2 separate regions of the Bicyclus anynana genome follow, and region 2 is linked to region 1. Evidence: chromatin contacts called from public Hi-C data. All regions are on one chromosome and are shown on one strand. Each heading gives the region's core, a stretch centred on a gene start, on an enhancer-like site or on the middle of the called end of the contact. The rest is flanking DNA. Distances are from core to core; before and after follow the strand shown. Region 1 overlaps LOC112044009 (nicotinamide/nicotinic acid mononucleotide adenylyltransferase 1). Region 2 holds the start of LOC112043998 (U3 small nucleolar ribonucleoprotein protein IMP4).

Evidence for each region. A called contact is a pair of places that touch in the nucleus more often than the background predicts.
Region 2: a contact with region 1 is called in a Hi-C map of whole larva, with 2.3 times the contacts expected there. The contact joins the promoter of LOC112043998 here to the enhancer-like site in region 1. A contact is called at or near these places in 2 of 2 Hi-C or Micro-C datasets (whole body and whole larva).

What each region holds. Positions count from the first base shown.
Region 1 is chr24:1,821,871-1,825,443 of ilBicAnyn1.1, forward strand. It overlaps LOC112044009 (nicotinamide/nicotinic acid mononucleotide adenylyltransferase 1), which reads left to right. Exons shown (of 8, transcript XM_024079724.2): 8 at 1-68. Among protein-coding and RNA genes, the nearest start is that of LOC112044009, 23 kb to the left of the region's middle. Within about 2 kb of position 1,996, at least 6 of the 8 cell types and tissues checked have open chromatin away from gene starts, as enhancers often do.
Region 2 is chr24:1,878,770-1,882,342 of ilBicAnyn1.1, forward strand. LOC112043998 (U3 small nucleolar ribonucleoprotein protein IMP4) reads left to right here and starts at 1,534. Exons shown (of 6, transcript XM_024079712.2): 1 at 1,534-1,841; 2 at 2,481-2,643. The coding sequence starts at 1,655. LOC112043997 (NADPH-dependent diflavin oxidoreductase 1) reads left to right here. Exons shown (of 7, transcript XM_024079711.2): 2 at 80-369; 3 at 1,004-1,187.

The DNA of each region.
Region 1 (3,573 bases), core at 746-3,245:
TTTTAATTATGTAACCAGCAAATACATAATGTACTTATATTAATAAATAATGAAATTATTTGTGTTTATTTCATAAATATTTTAATTCTTGTATAATTAAAGGAAACTTACATACAATGATTGTTTAAAAGTTTTTTTCACTATAGACCACTTTAAAGCAGTAAACCCAAGATACTATTTTATAAGAAATAATATTTGAAAGTTCCCCTCAATTTCTCAAATATCGGATTCATCAGATCCTGACATGATTACTATGGGACCAATTCTAAAGCATACCCTTTCAAACAAAAAAGGAATTTTTCAAATTGGTTCAGCCGTCTTCAAGTAATCAGTGAACATACATGAAAAAACAAGATTTCAACGAATTTATAACCTCTTCTTTTTTTTTGAAGTTGGCTATAAAGTCTTTGCCCTTCAATGATTCCCTTTAAATTCCCTTTATCCACAATGAATTTAACTCCTCAGAATATATTGAACACCCTGTATATTGCTTACATTACAAGCTAAGCTATGCTAATAGTTTCTTAGGCTTTATCTTTACTGTCTAAACATTATTTACTTAATCTGCCCATGTCATGTTTTAGTTTATTTGGCACATGTCTCAACTAATTACATAGACAATGAAATAAGCAAGATCAATAATGATAGTTTATACTGGTTAGGCAAGGAAATTTTTGGGCAACATACTCACAAAATATTTTTTAACATAATAAAGATCATTTTGAAAGTGCCAAAAAATTGGTACAAATTTTTAGAACTGGCCATTTTGAGGAATAGCAGAAAAGTTTTAAGATGGCACTGAACCAAGTTATTCGTCAATTCCATATATTTTGTTAATTTTCAAAAGTGGCTGCCAGAAAAAACACTGATATGTATTGTTAAAGGTGCCAATTTAGAGAAAAGGGAGGCAGCGTTGAGAAACTGAGAAAAACTAATTATATATTATTGCACAAAATCTCTGCTCTTCCTAAGTGGACAGGGATTTGCAAGCTAGTTTAAAATTTCGTATAAAAATTAAAAATTTATTTAACCCCGCTTAGCTTACCGGTTAAATATATTGAAATTTATTTATTTAACATAGTCTGCAGCTCTACTCCTCTCTGATGGACAGACAGTATGCAACTCCGCATTAGTCAGTTTCTCCGCTACGCTTCCTTGCTCCGCTCTGGTGGACAGGTAGGTATGGCACAAATATTTTAAGGTTGCTCTGCATTTTATTGAGTTTTGCAAGTGTCCACCAACAAAATAAATGATACATATTGTCACAAGTTCTGTGCCATTTCTTTTTTGTTGGCCGACACTTTCAAAAAGAGCCTGGAATATATGGCTATGGAGTGTGAATGATCTCTTTTGATATGAAACACTTTTCACTAATGTGTGAAGATTGTTTCTAATATGGATCTTATGACTATATAATGATGTGAAGTGTTAATAGTAAACTTCAAATTATATTGTCTTAGTTCATGTTGCCCAGTTCTCTGTTATCATTAAACTTTTTCTTCATTAAATTAAGAATTAATTTCGTGTCGCAAACCTGCGTTTTCTGACGTCTCTTCTTTTTTTCAACTGGTTTAAGTTTTGGTGTGATAACCTTGTTCTCTTCTTTTATATTTTTATGTGAATTTCTAGAGAGGTTTTTCAGCATATCGGTTTTCGATTTCACAGTTTTGACCAGATCTTCAGTCTTCACAGATTCTTTCAGTAGAATTTCTTTCTGAAACGTAACTTTTTTTTCCAGGTTATGTTTCGTTTTTATTATCTTGTTAGACGGCGAGGCATTCTGCTTTTTGGTAAGCTTATTAAGCTTTTTAAGTTTATTTTTCCCCAGTTTCACCATTTTTGTGGGTTTCTCTAATAATTTTAGTTAAATTATTTATATTCAAAATGATACAAAACAAAAGACAAAATATTGATAGATAGTAGATACCACAGACCATAAATATGACAAACGTCAAATGAAGGTTTAATATGCCACAGACTGTAATATAATTTTGGTTGCTTTTATCCATCCGTCACGGACGTCAAATATATAAAATATAAATAAGTCGAGCTGTCAAGTGACATCAATCACTATCTTTTTAGCCGTTTGTGTCAATCACCATCATCGTGGAACATTTAAACCCAAGGATTTTATTTAAAAACTAGGATAGCGTACTGGAAAAATGTGTGAATAGAAATTGGACTTCATTAATTAGGACACAGTCCAAAGGAAAATATAACATCAGCAGCGTTTCTCAACAGGTGGGCCTGAAAATGAACATGGGCAAAACAAAAATAATGTGTAATGCTCATGTATCGCTCCACCCAGTTATAGTTGAGAACGCTGCACTCGAAATTGTAGACGAATACATATACCTAGGACATATGATCCAGTTAGGTAGGTCCAATTTCGAGAAAGAGGTGAACCGTCGAATCCAACTCGGCTGGGCTGCATTCGGGAAACTTCGCGACATCTTTTCGTCCGAAATTCCTCAGTGCCTGAAGACAAAAGTCTTCGAACAGTGCGTGTTGCCAGTGATGACCTATGGTTCCGAGACTTGGTCGCTAACTATGGGCCTCATAAGAAGGCTCAGAGTCACACAGCGGGCGATGGAACGAGCTATGTTAGGAGTATCTCTGCGTGATCGAATCAGAAATGAGGAGATCCGCAGAAGAACCAAAGTCACTGACATAGCTCAACGAGTTGCGAAGCTGAAGTGGCAATGGGCGGGGCACATAGTGCGAAGAGCCGATGGACGTTGGGGTCCCAAAGTGCTGGAATGGCGACCCCGCACTAGTAAGCGCAGTGTTGGCCGACCCCCCACCAGGTGGACTGACGACATCAAGCGAGTCGCAGGGATTCGCTGGATGCAGGTGGCTCAGTATCGTGATGTTTGGAAGTCCCTACAAAAGGCCTATGTCCTGCAGTGGACGTCCATCGGCTGATATGATGATGATGATGATGATGATGATGAATTAGGACACTAAATATATTTTCCTTTGGACTCTAAAGAGAGGCAAATCCGACCTGTCAAGGAAGCTCGAGGAGATGCGGTGTGTCTCGTTCTTTCATATTGTTAGCTTAAAAATGTTGTTTCTTCATTATGCGGTGGGACCACGGTGGGACGCTAAAAAGTGTGCCACCATAGATTACATTGAATGTGCCACTGATCCTGTATGGCCGTTCAACAGATAATAATCCCATTCTACTATAGTAATAAATCTTTGTTTCCTTACAAAATCTCCACGCATAAGTTGTCCTCTTTTAAAAGGGAATGCGATAGATACAATCTTGCCGTCTATTTACTTTTTTGTCTACGGCTGTCCACTGCCTATTTTTCCGTGGGAAAAAATGCGAGAAAATTAGAAAAAAAAACGAATTCATTTATTGATTCCTTGGGTATTTTTGAATTTAACCGCTAACTCGATGTAACAGGACGATGACACGCTCGACAGATGTCTAGTGTGCCATCTTTCATAATCCGTTTTCGGTAGTTTCTCGTCTTTCGTTTATAATAATATTTAGATTTATATAAAGTAACTATATAATTATTAATATACCTAGTCGTAGCAGTAATATGCGGCGCCGAGCTA
Region 2 (3,573 bases), core at 284-2,783, 56 kb after region 1:
ACTGTAGGTAGCAAGTGTAACAAATTCTGTTAGGACCTTTGCCTATCATTGTCTATACTCTTTTTGGTTTATCTTTCAGCTCTATGTGACTACCAACATGACTTGGGCCATGATGCAGTGTTAATACCCTGGACCAAAGAGTTCTTTACCAAATTGCAAGAATATTTTCATAAAATACCTATTAACACTTTAAGTACATCATTCATTCCTCGCTGGAAGGTCTCTTTGCTGAAGCAAGGAGATTGTGAGAATGGTCATACCATAAACAAAGATATTTATTTTGCCAGCGGTCATACAGATAATTTTTTAAAGGCACATTATTTGGAAATAGAACAAAACTTCAGGACAACACATGATACACATTTCCAGGTACCTTCTGTTGTATTTTTAATGATATATAATATTTTTGAATTATCCATGAATCTGGATAGATTATTATCACACTGATTGGATCAGCATTCTGTAAGTGTGTTGTGTTCAGATAATAGAAGACACCAAGCTTGTTGATATTTATGATTTAATGATTTTCCATAGAGTACAAATTATGATTTATTTTTTGTATCAATTTACAAAATTGTAAATATTGACTTGGTCCTACTTCTTGATGTGACAGATGCTAGCTGCAGGTCTTCATGTATAAGTTGTTGTTAATAAGTTCATATTCAGACTGTTTCCGATAGGAAATTGAGTCTGAAATTGCCTGCCAAATTAAAAAAAAAACTGGAATAAATTCTCAATATTATAGTGCAAATATTGGAATAACTGAGTTTAATACTTATACTTTAACTAGTAATGTATTCATACACAAAAAAATAATTTAAACAAATTTATAAAAATTAATGAAAAATAATTTATTTTATTTTTATTAAATGAATTTTATAATTTAGTGGGTGATTTCACTCAGTCTCTACTTTCATTAGCCAAACTCTATTACTAACTAGATTTTTCTGTGGTGTGTGTGTGTGTGTACTAGAGTGTGGTCATAAATGTGGTCTTCTTTCAGGATGTGAGACTAATAACATTTAAAACAACTGAAGATGATAAAGTTGAGTATAGCCCAGGTGATGTATTCAATATTAGACCTCGTAATTCAGAAGAAGACATAAATGATCTTTTTGATATTTTTCACACTCACAACATTGATATAAAGCCTCATTACCGCTTATTAGTTGAGGAAGCTCATGAAGGTAAGATATTCAATAATATTTTAAAATACCTAAAACTCCCATTTTATATGAATTAATTTTACTCTAGGCAACATTTTTGTATGTATAACCTTGCAACACAAATTGCGTTTTGATTTTGCATTTCATGTTAAGCGTTTTATATTTTCACTATACTCACAAGGTAGATATTTCAGTCACCATTTTCGACAATTATGTATTAAAACATGCTTTTATCCAATTATAATTTTTATATAGTGAATTAAAATATGCGTATTTTGGTCTAAAAATATTCTACTTTTTCTAAACTGCAATAACTAAACGCAAACGTCATTCAACACGTGCTGTGCCGCGAAGATTGTCAAAGTCAAAGTTGTCAATGTCAACAAAAATCAAAAATTCAAAACATGTTTCTGTGTACCGAAGATTTATAAAACTTTATAATAAAATACGAAAATAATCAATTATTAAGTGACAAACAAAGTGCAAATATGCTACGACGGCAGGCGCGATTGCGCCGTGAATATTTGTTCAGAAAATCTGCGGAGGAAAAACAGAAGAGTATACAAGCTAAGAAGGATCAACTCAAACGTAGTTTGGAAGAAAACATCCCTATACATGGAGATTTACGGAAAGAAGCTATCGCTCTGCAGAAGAGAATAGAATATGAAGACAAAGGTAAACTTGAATGGTTATTTCCCTTGTTGATTTAGAATTTTAATAAAGATTACCACTTGACTTATGTTTAGTATATAACCTATGTTTCTACTAAAACATAATATTATACGAAAAAAACCACGAATTCTTCACGAAATTATTATTATTTTTATATTTATAGGCTGGCATATTATTATATTTATAGACAGCTTTCGCTGATGTGCCTATATCTTTGTGCTTCTAATTGCTTCATATATTTATCCAGCCGGTTCTTAAACGCATTTAGTGATTTTGCGTTTATCACATCCTCAGGCTGTCTATTCCACAATTTAATTATTCTGTTACTGAGGAAGTGTTTGAAGGGCTTAAGGGAAGCTCTTTGGCATCTGAGGTTGATATTATAACTTAATGTAGGGTTACACTTATCCTATTTTTTTTACAAAGTATAGCTTATAAACCTTTCAACCAGTAATGGTTACTGGTTTGGCAAGGTTTCACTTAATCTGTAATGCAAGTAACTATCACAAGTTGGATTGACGGCAATCAGCGGCAATTGGCCGACTTGTGATAGTTTTTCCATCATTACATAGATAGAATAGTCAGATCATTTTTATGAATTACTATATTGGAAAAGTATTATTATACTTACTGATAATATAGGTCCGGAAAGAGCAGCAGTGATAGGTGGCTTCAGTGGGGGAGCAAACACTATGAACTCACAGGACGACGAGTACAGATATGCTGGTGTTGACGACCCTAAGATTATGATCACCACATCTAGAGATCCCAGTGCAAGGCTGAAGATGTTTGTGAAGGAGCTAAGGTATTGAATTTATTTCTTGTGTAACATCTATACTAATATGATAAAGAGGTAAGGTTTGTAGTATGTAATCTCTGGATGTACTTAACTAATTTTGAAAACTCTTTTCTTATTGATAGTCTTAACCTTTTTTGTCAATGTGATAGGCTGTTTGATCCTGATATTCCCACAGGAATGGAAACAGCAGTTGTGGGAATGTCAGGAATAACAGCAGTTGAAGTGAACAAAGGAATAGAGGATTTTTGAAGGGCTCTGTATGCAGGCTCAGAGTAATAAATGTATACTTACTAAACACCCTTACAGGGATGAAAAATCCATGGTTCCCAAGGGATTTGTAAGAAACTAAATTCCATATGGTGGGAGTTCGCTAGTAATAGTTTGTATTTCATAATCTTAGTTGTAGTTTTTAATGAGACTTTAGACTTTTAGTGATTTGATAATCACCAGTTTAGTTATGCAATTGCATAATTATCATCTATACTACAGCCTTTCTTGATGACTACTGTTACCAACAAATTAATTAGAAATGAAGGTAGATATTGCATGTCATTTCATAACTTATGTATGGTTTCTTTATAAAATATTATATAAAATATATTAACCATATCTAAGTGTTCTAAGCTTATTAATCAAATTTATTTTCATTAATTTGAGAACAAATCTATACTAATATTATAAAGCTGAAGAGTTTGTTTGTTTGTTTGATTGTACGCGCTAAACTCAGGAACTACTGGTCAGATTTGAAAAATTCTTTCAGTGTTAGATAGTCCATTTATTAAGGAAGGCTATAGGCTATATATTATCCCCGTATTCCTACGGGAACGGGTACCACGCGAGTGAAACCGCGCGGCGCCAGCTAGTTAATTATAATTATTATTAGGTGTGAAATGACTAGTGATTTATACCCTCATTTTTAATTTGTTTGTTGGTAAA